Linked DNA regions of Bicyclus anynana: region 1 is linked to region 2. Evidence: chromatin contacts called from public Hi-C data. All regions are on one chromosome and are shown on one strand. The core of a region is the stretch at or near the end of the contact, and the rest is flanking DNA. Distances in the headings are between cores, read along the strand shown.

Region 1 (6,177 bases), core at 2,220-4,719, 44 kb before region 2:
CAATGTGTTTGTCGGTAAACAGTACTCATCGAGAAAGGCTGAAGTATATGTATAAACGTTATAACCCAGGGGGCGTGGAACATTAGTACAATAATTGATTACTATCAAGTTAATTATCCGTGAGTAATATCTTTATCTTGATAAGACGCTCAACTTTTTTTATTTACGAAAATTCTTGATTCTCGTTACCAGGTAATAAAAATCCCTGAGCGTCGGAACGAAATAATGTACCACGCAATTTGTAGGACATTGTGGCTGTTAAGTTGTATAACTATTAATTAAGGAACAGTAAAAAAAACATGATCCACGGATCCATGTGATATTATAACGTGAACGATTTTATGATTTTAAAAAAATGTTCTACCGTCATAATACCGTGTTGTCTTGTACCTATGTACTATTAGGTACCCCGCGATTTCCTCTTACCGTGCGACTACAGGGATAAAATACAGCCTACGGTAATCGCTGGTAATGTAGCTTTCCATTGGTGAAAGATTTTTTTTAAATCAGTCCAGTAGTTTCGCACAAAAGCTCTGGGAAACTACTGGACTGCAAGAAACAAAAAATTAAATCTTACCTTTTTTAATATTTTAATATATTAAATATACTTTAGATATAAAAAAAAACATCTACATCATTAAGCAAATTAAACCCAAATTTTCAATTTCAAGTGACCAACCACAAATTTTAATATTGATTACATAAAAAAGCAGAAAACGAAATTTACGAGAAACTATCATACTTAAAATTTATACATATTCACGTCACATTAAAATTACATTGAGTTCTGTACGTACTGCGGATGCAATATAGAAGTTTATCGTTTAAAAGTTGCACATTTAAGTCACGTACATGCAATAACAATAAGGACTATTAAATTTAATAGGATTTTCGCAATTACTTTGTTTCCTGACAGTCGATACCTATTTACTTTGTTATTTGTTACATGTTTGAAGTTTCGGCCATTATATGTATACGGGGGATTCCCTCCTAATGCGATCCGTACGTAGGGTTGTCAATCCTCTAGACTATAGTATATAATGTAGTATGTATATGAATGTATGAGTAGGTAGTGTCTCATTCCCATAATTATTAAAGATGCCCTAGAGCCATATTCCGAACAAAGACTTTGTTGACTACAAAATAAAACGAACCTAAAGTTCTTATATAATTTTGAGTTTCGGCGTGTTATTTTATTGAATGAATTATACAGGATTATAACAGAAAATAATACTATCATTGCTGGTTACGGACCAAAGAATAGTTATCGGTGAAATATTAGCCACATGAAGTTTATCACATAAAGTGTTTTTCAGATAATGGGTACCGTGACAGTCGCCTGTACGACGTTGATAATACGTACTATTATCGTGAATCGCGACAAACTTTCAATGGTAAAACCAACTGTCACCCGCACCATCCTACATGAAACGAACTGTAGTAGCCCGTGTGGAAAACAATGTGTATAAACCTTGCTCTTTATCACACTCTCTAATGCTGAAAACCACATCAAAATCCGTTTCGTTCCAAAAGATCTAGGCGTACAGACGACGGAAAGCGAATTTGTTTTGTACTATGTTAAGAACTCAGAAGTGGCAGGATAACAAGCGCAGAGCGGCACTTTGAAATACGTCATGTTTCCAGCACATTATACATATAGTAGGTACTGCTGTTAAAGGCTATTGTTTTCTACTAAAAACCACAGTAACCATTTGCATGTTCCTCCATACAAAAACAACTTAATGTGTAAACATAATAAACAAAATGCATTAGTAGTGTGACAACCCTAGCTACGCGGAAGAGGGTGAGGGTGACCGTCTGCGACACATATGGCGGCGATCGGTTATCGCCTTCGGATATCAGCTGTCAAAGTTTGGGGGGTTTGGTTGACTATTACATCCCAAATAAGGCGGCTCTAAATATAACATTCCAAGGGAATGATGAGTGTAAAAATAAATCGTACTTACAAAATTAAACGTGAACTCAACAAAAAGTGAACCTATTTATAAATTATTTAGAACGTTGAAATGTTTAAGGATCTCCCCATTAACCATTTTTATTTTAATTTTAGTTAAATAATATTTTGAAAAATTGTACTTTCTAGCAGCATCCAGACCGGATTTATAAGGGTACACAAATACGACGAAACGCTTTGAGAAAAGGTTGGTAGTGCCCTGCCATTGCCGCTGCCATGTTCGTCTTGGTATGGGCACTTCGATGCTCCCACAAATGTAATTAATAGCGAAACAAAAAAATCTATATATAAGAAAAATTGCTAACCTGGCAATGTACCGAATAGCGTATTGTAAAATATAATGAAGTGGCTCTTGGAAATCATGCGACATAGACAAAATTTCAAAAGCACTTCAAGTAGGGGTAAACTTTATATAAAATATTTTAAAATTTAGAATAAACAAACCAAATAAAGATTTACGTTAAGTGCACGTAAGTATAAAAATAACTACATTCAGTTCGGAGTTATTACGGCAAAAGTTAAAAATAAAAGTGAACTTCATTCATTACCTCTCAATGACCGACGATATCTTTATTGAGTCGGAGTATTTCTGAATGTCAGCGAGATAATTGAATGGCGTCTAAGTAGGGTGACCATAGTATTGGTAAACCAGGGAACAGTCCCGGATAACATAATCCCGGGCAATATCGAAATATGGTTATAGGTAGGTAAAATTTCGATATGTTTTTCACTGTCCACATAAGAGTACCTTAAGCACGCTGCAGACTGGACGTTAAAATTGTGTTATGTGTGGCTGACATCTGCGCTTTAACTCAGCCGATGGACGTCCACTACAGGACAAAGGCCTTTTGTAAGGATTTCCAAACATCACGATACTGAGCCACCTGCATCCAGTGAATCCCTGTGACTCGCTTGATGTCGTCAGTCCACCTGGTGGGGGTCGACCAACACTGCGCTTTCTAGTGCGGGCTCGCCCTTCCAGCACTTTATATTATTAGTATATAGAAGTATATACAGGAAGAAAATTTTTTTAGTGCGGATATTTTTATATTTTGTACATAAACAAAATTTAATGATCACGTATTTTTTCTTTTTTTTTTTAACTCAAAAATAACAAAATCATCGTTAGCTAAAGTTATTTACTTTTGAACAGAATTTTAGGGTCACTCAATTGTGCGTTTATTTTATTTTCGTTTGATACCTAAAGGACGTCACCAGATCACTTTTAAGCTGAATATATCTTGTTTAGTAATAATATGTACATTATTTTGTTATTTTAGAGACATAAATTAAAAAAAAAATACATAAAATGTATCGAACTGTTTGTAGATTTATATTCTATTAATGATACAGAACCACGAAAAAAAATATCCGCACTAAAGACCGAATCACCCTGTATTGAAGGATACTCACTTTTCGTGTTTGGTGCGTTGCGGGTGCGGCGCGCTAGAGCGGCGCTCTGTCGCGGCCGACAGATACCGCCTCACGTTCGCTTTGATCTGTGGGTCTGCAACCGACGTAATACATTAGTTACTCATCAACACCATTTTCACGGCACGGGCCACTACAGGGCAAGGCATCTGTCCTTATAAGACGCGGGATATAGAGTTTAAACCCACCCACCACGCTACTTGATTGCGGATTATTTATTTAATTAATTTTCATTTTTTTTTATTTGAACAATAGGTATTTCCAGTGTCCTTCTATTTATCGCAAAGACTGTTTTACGAGTGGGTAATACTAGCCTCAAACGGTCAATTATTCTCACGTTTCTGTAGCACCCACGACTATAATTGATCGTGTGTTGGTCACTGCGTACATGACTTGTATAGTAAGCCACGTAGGTACTACCGTTTGCTTTTCAGAAACGTGAGAATAATTGACCGTCAATGGCGACCTTACGACAATAGTCCAACGAGCGGGCTTGGGGTAACATTGTAACAATCGCTATCAGATATTAATGATAATGACCGTTTCCAACTGTTGAAAGTGCTCTCCGATGCACCGCTGTATAGAACCACCAACTTTCCCACTCCGGGCTGAGAATTTTTACTGGACTTTTTGGAAAGAAAAACTCAACATTTATTCTTACTAAGGACTCAAACCCGCAGTCTAATCACTGGATCCACGAAGCAGTTACCTTATTATATTCGTGGTAGATGGGGAGCCGAAAAGGGGATTATTTATTTACTCTAACGCGGCAGATAAACATAAGGTAGGATACACTAATTGATGACAACCAAGTATATAATGTGGTATAACAATAAAACACTCCGCCATTATGAATGGAGCATTATGGAACGTAATTGTTGATTCTAGCTAAACCCCAAGTGGCCCAGACAGCGTGCTAAATGCTCTAACGTTGGTTGCCCTTGCCGTCACACACTTCACACTGTAACAATGTTAACTCTGAAACCCTATGCAATTACACTTACGGCGCGTTATAAACTCTGGCAGCTTTATTTTATGTTAACATTTTATACTCCTATAGGTACATAGTCTATATCTATACTAATATTATGAAGAGGAAAGATTTGATTGTTTGTTTGCATTGAATAGGCTCTGAAACTATTCAACTGATTTGAACTTTTGACTAAACGTTTGAAAACGCTGTACGATATGATGGTCTATCTTTGCCATTACGCCGAGCAAATTTTGTTTACTAGCCAAGTTAAACCATGATTTTTAATATTTAAAACAAAAGTATACCTAGTTAAGTATTACCAATGGCTTTATATTGTACGTACGGTATTAATCTCTGTTTTTAACAAGATTTCAGAAAAAATGAGTTGAATCTAAAATTAATAATAAATAGACCTAGAGCAAAATAATCGGACATCCTCTAGTTCAACGTATATATATTTCGTAGCTATGACTTCACAAAATAGCAGACACTATTTTTGGTGTTTGGGTAAATAAATAAAATACGCAATTTTAACTTCACTTTATAAAGTAATCTTACTTTGTTTTATTAAAAGAGATATTTTCGGACATTTATACCTAGTAATAAAAGAATTTAAAATTGTTTGTACTTATTAATATTGAAATGAGAAGATTGGTCATATTGAAAAATTATATGTATGTAAGTATGTCTAATATAAAACCAATTAAGATATAGGTTTTATATAAAATCACATTTAACACAGTAACACGAACAATATAACATAGTTCGAAACTAAAACTTTTGTCTCTGTACATTCAAATATAGATCTAATCAGTTCGAGATTAACTCCGAACAAAACTAATTAAGACCAAGTTAATGGCGAAGATAACGCAGTTCCTGCCTGTGCCTTCAGCTAAGTTACTGTATGCATCACAGCAAACCACTTTGACGAGTTAAGTCGTAGTAGTATAGTTAAGTTTTCCTAAACCGAAGGTTGCCTGGAAGAAATCGCTACTTAGCGATAAGGCCGCCTTTTGTATGCTGATCTCTTCTTAATTTGTTTTTATTTCACTTGTTTTTGTCTTTGTGGTGTGCAAATAAAGTATATTTATCTTTATCTTTATCTTTAAATAAGATTTTGTTTTATTAATGTAACCCATAATTAAAACTTGAAGTACGAGTACGAGTAGATACATACTTGTAAACCACCATAGACGCAAAAAAGATTTTTATTTCATTTACAATTATTAATTTTTTTATTTAAATAGTAATACTCTAAGAGCTAGCGCTAAAGGTACGTAGGTACCTATATTTAAATAAGTTTTTGTTTAATTGATAAGATGAATTTAACCTACTATTTAATAAAACTTTACGTAGATATTTGTACATTGTAGTCGTAATAACGATTTTTCAGACAATGTGACAAAAAATTAAAAAAGAAGCCTACATAGATATTGTTTAATATATTATTACTACTACTACGTCAGCACTACTACAAGTCACAGCACCACAGTTGCAATGTACCACAGAACATCTTCAAATATTCGGCTATATGCAAACGATGATAATGTATTTTTTCCTGTTTGTGTAAGTGCCGTAGGCTCCTTAATGGGACCTCAGCTGTGCCCCAGCGGCATAACCGGTTTGGGCGAGCGCAGAAACATCGTCTGATGGAGTCCGAAGGCAGAAGCAGAGTAGATGGGCGGAACGACTCTCTTAAGGGCGTTTCCTTTGAGACTCGGATCTCGGCTTAGAGGGCCGTTCGGCAAGGGTGTTTTGGCCAGAGATTTTTGATGATGATGAGTCAGCCAATAAGGAT
Region 2 (6,081 bases), core at 733-3,232:
CTCAGAATTATTAGGACTAGCAGAATGTAGAGATATTATTTATTTCCACAAATGACACAACATTTAACCAGTAGTACTATGACACAAATTGGATGACTTTTAGTGTACATGCAATATTATAAAAGCAATATTAATATATGTTTACAGGATAATATTACCAGTATATTGTTAATACAAAAGAGAAAGGTCACTCTATATTATTGAAAACCACTTGACTTGCATAGACAAAATTTGACAAAGAGGTAAGTAGTTTATATTTATTAAACATCTGCTAAGTAAGTAACTATTAAGTAATACACGTCAATAAATGTGATAGTAACAGGTCCCCAGCTAAAACCTCTACTATATTTTATGTACCAGTTTATATCAAAATGTTAGTAAATAAAGAAAACTTAGCAGAACCTGCCTTCTGAAAATGTACAATTTACAAACAGTCCGCGTTTGACTGTTTGTAGTGACTAGTGACTCTACCACAAGCTTTCAAGTCAGGATCTGCTAAGAAGAGCCAACAATAAACTCAGCAGTTACTCTTTAAAAATACATACTTACTATGGTTTACATTCATTACATTTTCATTAATTTCTGATTATCTGTTGAGGTTTCAAAGAGCTTGTAAACTAAGCCTACTTAAAATTAAAAAAAATTGATTTGATTTGAAACTACCCTATTGATTAATATTCACAAGCAGACACATCATGGTTTAAACAGCTGGAGTACTCTCATCTTTCATATAATACCTGCAACTGCATCTGCATAACATTGATTTCCAGTATAGGGCAGTATTAGTTGGACAGTCTCAAGGTCACTTATGGACAGAGAAATGATTTTTGAGTAAATAGAGAATCATAAGATAATCAAATATTATTGGAGACCTATAAGGTTGTGAGCCATGATAGTCTAGTGGATATGACCTCTGCCTATTGGAAGGCATAGGAACAAATCTGGTCTGTGCATTCATCTATTCAGTTATGTGCATTTAAAAAAATTCATGAGTGAGTCAATAGTGAAGGAAAACATTGTGAGGAAACCTGCATACCTGAGAGTTTTGTTAATTTTCTATGATGTGTAAAGTATACTAATCCATATTGGGCCAGTGTGGTGTTCTATTAACCTAACCCCTCTCATTCTGAGAGGACACACATGCTCAATAGTGAGCTGAGTTGTTAATGATGATTAATGATGATGTTTTTAATAAAAACCATTGATATTTTTTCCAAGATATGGTATTTATAAAAATGCAGATGATTTAGACCTTCCTCTTTTAAATTGGTTTAAAAATAACAACTGTACATTTAATTTAGTAGGCGGTTATTAAAAAACAGTAGCATAAAGATATGTATTTTTTAGCATTATGATGTACATACCTAATACATATATGTACAATTGAGTGGTAAGAATGTGTCATTGAAAATATCAGTTTGTTACCTACTGTTTAACAAAAAGTGGCAATGCAATTTTGTTCACACCCTCTCAACATGTTAACTTAGTCTGCATGGGTATACACATAGTGGGCTTTATATTATATTTTGAGCACAATAAAGACCGAAATGCAAAAAAATAAACTAAAGCTTATGTTTCATTTGAGCAGTTTATGTTTAAATACATTAAGGAATTTCGAATGTAGCTTCCAAGTGAAGCCTAAGTATATAACTTATACTATCTTACCTCGCCACTTCGAGCTGCAGGAGAATTTTCTTCGATTTCGTAAATAATATGTGGCAAACCGGCTTCGCCGAGCAAAGAAAATCCAAATCCCAAGTTGTCACAACGATTCAGGACCACTAGTCTTTCGTCAGCCATATTCAGTATACAGCAGCATTGGTTAATATCCTCAGAAGGATTTCACTACTACCACTTTATTAACTTTTAATAACTACAAACGTAATGAATATTACTCAATTAAACCGATGAAAAGATTCATAATTACAACGTACGATATCAAACGCACCCAGCAAAACGGAGACACAACTACAGATAATATTTAAATTTTAATTGGCTATGGAATAGAGTCGGAGCCCGAAGGCCACAGCCAGAGGCGGAGTCACTATTGGACTCGGAGGATTTATAGTACCTAATTTATTCGAGATTCGCAGATACTTTATTTGGAAACTTACAAAAAAAACATATTCGTATAATTTTAAATATAATAATGACCGACCGATACGCTCATGGTGAACACAAACAGGGAACATTGTACGTTTTCTTAAAAATTATATTTATAATAGGTATCTAAAAAAAATGCATGATGTTCTGAAATTATATCAATCTTATCAGAGGATACTATTGCTTGGAGATTCTGACTCACTGGTGTCTATGCTTATTTTAAGCACAATGTACACTTTGTGTGAATAAACATTTCTTTATTATTCGTTTGGGAGTAAACAATTTGGTGCCTTTCTATTTGAACAAAATTTTGTTTTGATATATAGTGAAACTAGGAAAAATCTTGGAACCAAGCTACTTTACCGGTTAAATAGGATAGAATCGGCGTGAAAAATCTCCATTGTCGCTCTTTCAAGTTTTTTTTCTTCTATGCATACTCGTAGTATTAAGTAGTGTTAAGTATCTTCATTCCTAATTTAGGCCACAGTGATTTAAAGTTTGAAGGTCAGATGTTGACACAATAACGAAGAAAGCTATAGATCAATCTCCAGGGTCCATGCTTTGCCATCTAAAAATCTTGGCACAAAGGAATTCATAGACTCTGAGTACCGGTAGACTATTTCTGGATGGTGGCCATGCCAAAATACCCTACGGGTACAGTACTCCATAGTTACCAAATGGCAAGTGCGGAGTGCCCTTTTTATTAACGATTTATTAAAAAGGGCACTTGCCACCATTAATATTCCAGTGCTAATCGAGCCATCTGGAAAGCTGCTGGGATGATGAAAATATACCTGATGAATAAATAACGCTGGTTCACCTGGGAAATGGGGTAGCGTTAACGTGGAAAGCTACTTGCATTGATACATTGACTTCGTGTCATATATGGGAAATCAAGGGAATCAAGACCGAAAAATTCTCTGAATGATTTTACCGCGGTTAGTTGCCTCAACTGATAACAGAGGATCCAAAATGAACCGTTATAGTTTCGTCATGTCCATCTGTCCGCCCATCCGTCCGCGGTTTAGCGCAGAGACTATTACTACTAGAAATCTGTAAATTGACGTGAATGTGTGTACATTGAAAATGTGAACAAAGTCTTAATACCTATAAAAACTTGAAAAATGTTTTTTGTGTAAAGGATCAGCCTAGCTGTGCAATTATAAAATGCACTATGCAGCCAGTATTTTTGCCACCATTCCACTTGGTTTGTTGAGCTATTATGATTAGTTCAGCTTATGTTTCTTGTATGTTCTTTTGAACCAGCCTCGATAGTGCCATGCTGATGATGATAATGATGACGATCACTCCATTAAAAAAAAAAACTACGAAGTCTATACTCCGCTTTAGGACCGACTGACAAATAAAATTATTATGTCAATGTCACTTCGTCAGCTGTCAACCGACAATATGTCCAACTGTCAATTGTCATTTGTCAATGTAACATGCCAGTGTCACAACTAAAACCAAAATTAATTTGTGCAGCAGGTGCTTGATTTTATTTTCAAGATTATAGATTTCAAGTTTCACGTTATTATATAGCCGTCTTGTTGTATAACTCGTGTGTTTTTAAATTTCATTGTAAAAAATGTATTTCGTGTCAAACATTGTAAAAGTTACCATCCCAAATTATTTAGCGAGCTTACCAATCCCGGATTCTTTCGGAGGCTGGTTCAGACTGGGATGTGAGTTTTCTATAGATTTTCCTTATTCACTCGATAATTACTAACACGCTTATGTATATAGTTTTGTTACACATATTTTAAAAGTTTGTTTAGCTGTTTGCTTTGCGCTTTACAGATTTATTTAAGACGTGTTTATAATAAGAAATTAAATGCTTATGTTACTTCTTATTAGTAATTAGAATTAGGTTATTGTCATTTATTAAAAATGTTTTGTATCTACTTACAAGCTTTTATCAATTGGATTAATTAGTTAAAATAAATGTTTGTTACATGTTATGTCACTTGGTTACAATACCTCTATTAAATCATAAAAAAATTACACAGAAGTATCAAGGCCATTGACATACTTTCAAGTAACCATGGTGTTACAATCTTACTGTTACTCAGTAACAATGCTGCATTTATAAATATTTGATTGCATGCTATGTTTGCAAAACTCTTATCAATTAAAACATTAAATGAGGAATATGGCTTATATTGAGAATAAGTTTTAAGTACATTTAAATTCTTTATTTTTTATAAAATTAATTACAATCTAGCTTATTCTCTTCTCAAGCAATTAAACTTAAGTAAGTGAAAATACTGCAAACTATATTAGTTCATGTTGTTTGTTTATTTAGTTTTATGCTTTTATACAGACAAAAACAAAATGTCTCTATGGTGAGTTGCAATGTTGAAACTATTGTTGATCTAGCATGTAATAAATTCAATACAAACTCTTCTCGAAAGAAAACATAATAAGCTTTTATTGATTAAATAAGTGAATTAATCAATTAGATTATTAGGTTTTTGTTCAGTTATTTCACTATTGATTAGATAAGGGCAATATCAATTTTATTGAAAATTTATATAGTATGAGGCTCAAGTTGAGAGCAACACTTTGCAACAGAATCTTGTACAGTCAATAATCTCTTGATGATGCTCAGGTTTTGGAGAGAAGGGAAAAAATACTTGATGATGCTCAGGTTTTAGAGAGAAGGGTGGAATGTGCAAAAAGGATTTTCTGTTTTACTTTTAACAGTGTAACTTGGGCTCGTCGGTTTTATGCTGATAATAGTAATTATCATAATGAACTTTCACAAGTTTTTCTTCTATTCAATAAAAAAGCTGGTGGAATATATAATTAACCTTATTATTTCTAATAGTAAAAATCTATTACAAATCACCTAAAAAATATAATGTCACTTAAAAAAGAAGATTAAGTAATTTTATTTTATTATTTAATTTTCAGTCCGCGATTGGTTAGCCCTAGTCCCTCCAACTGTGGCTATTGGTGTCATATCATATTACTCTTATATCACAATCAAGAAAGCCAACGAAGCTGGCAATGGACAGGTGAACCCTGGCATCAGAAAGGACATCAATAAAGTTGTAGACTTCATTGACATTGAGGACATCACTGAGAAGGTTTCATTGTGCAGATGTTGGAGGAGTAAAAATGTAAGTATCACATTATAGTAGGGGAGACCGGGATGCTAAATTTGCAGTTACTAAAGCGTCATTGCATTTGGTAGATTAAATCATAGGAAGAATAAAAGGTTATATACTTTTTAAGCTACAAACCTACTAATATTAAGTGCTCCTACTTGGTGGAGGTAATCAACAATGTGCAAGGTATACTCCCATATGTTCATCTGCAGCGCTCAAGTAACTGCAAAAACCCCCTCTTCGGCTCCCCTACTATTATAAAGACTACTTCAATACTATAAATATACCAGGATTATACAGACTGATAGAGACCTACAAATTATGATGATAATTAATTATATTAATTATAAATTTCCTGTTATAAAAATAACAGTCTGCCAGTTATCTAGTTTAATTTATAAGCTGTATTGTCGTAAAGTTTCATTAAAATAATTCCAGCAATATTTACAGTCAGTAGCATTATAACACAAACAGCCTCGCAAAGTTTACGACCATTTTTATTATGTTGTTATCATAAGATCTAGTTAATGCTGTGACATACATTGTTATCAGCATACTCATAGCAGATGTGTAGAATATTAATATGAATGTACTTGTATTTGTTTTAATTGCAATGGAGTTTGTTGTATGCAAAGTCATATTGAGAATGTTTTATTGCAAATATATAATATAAATTAATTTTTTAGTAAATAAACTCAGAAGTAAATTAAAAAAATAATAAATTCAATGTTGAACATAGGTTCTGATACATAATATTTGTCAGGACAACTTAATTCACTAATCAATCTGTAACAAATACAAACACTAGAATGGTGGAGAATACCTACCTTTAAATTATTTTATAACTGATGTCCAGTCTCAATCA

The links. Hi-C and Micro-C count contacts between places; a contact is called where the count stands out from the background.
Region 1: a contact with region 2 is called in a Hi-C map of whole larva, with 2.5 times the contacts expected there. The contact joins the enhancer-like site here to the promoter of LOC112048131 in region 2. A contact is called at or near these places in 2 of 2 Hi-C or Micro-C datasets (whole body and whole larva).

The regions. Positions count from the first base shown.
Region 1 is chr12:5,720,808-5,726,984 of ilBicAnyn1.1, reverse strand. It overlaps LOC112048131 (PH and SEC7 domain-containing protein), which reads right to left. Exons shown (of 19, transcript XM_024085529.2): 4 at 3,389-3,482. Among protein-coding and RNA genes, the nearest start is that of LOC112052022, 16 kb to the right of the region's middle. Within about 2 kb of position 3,469, at least 7 of the 8 cell types and tissues checked have open chromatin away from gene starts, as enhancers often do.
Region 2 is chr12:5,675,666-5,681,746 of ilBicAnyn1.1, reverse strand. LOC112048131 (PH and SEC7 domain-containing protein) reads right to left here and starts at 1,982. Exons shown (of 19, transcript XM_024085529.2): 1 at 1,666-1,982. The coding sequence starts at 1,800. LOC112048116 (CDGSH iron-sulfur domain-containing protein 2 homolog) reads left to right here and starts at 3,545. Exons shown (of 3, transcript XM_024085497.2): 1 at 3,545-3,788; 2 at 5,020-5,228. The coding sequence starts at 3,692.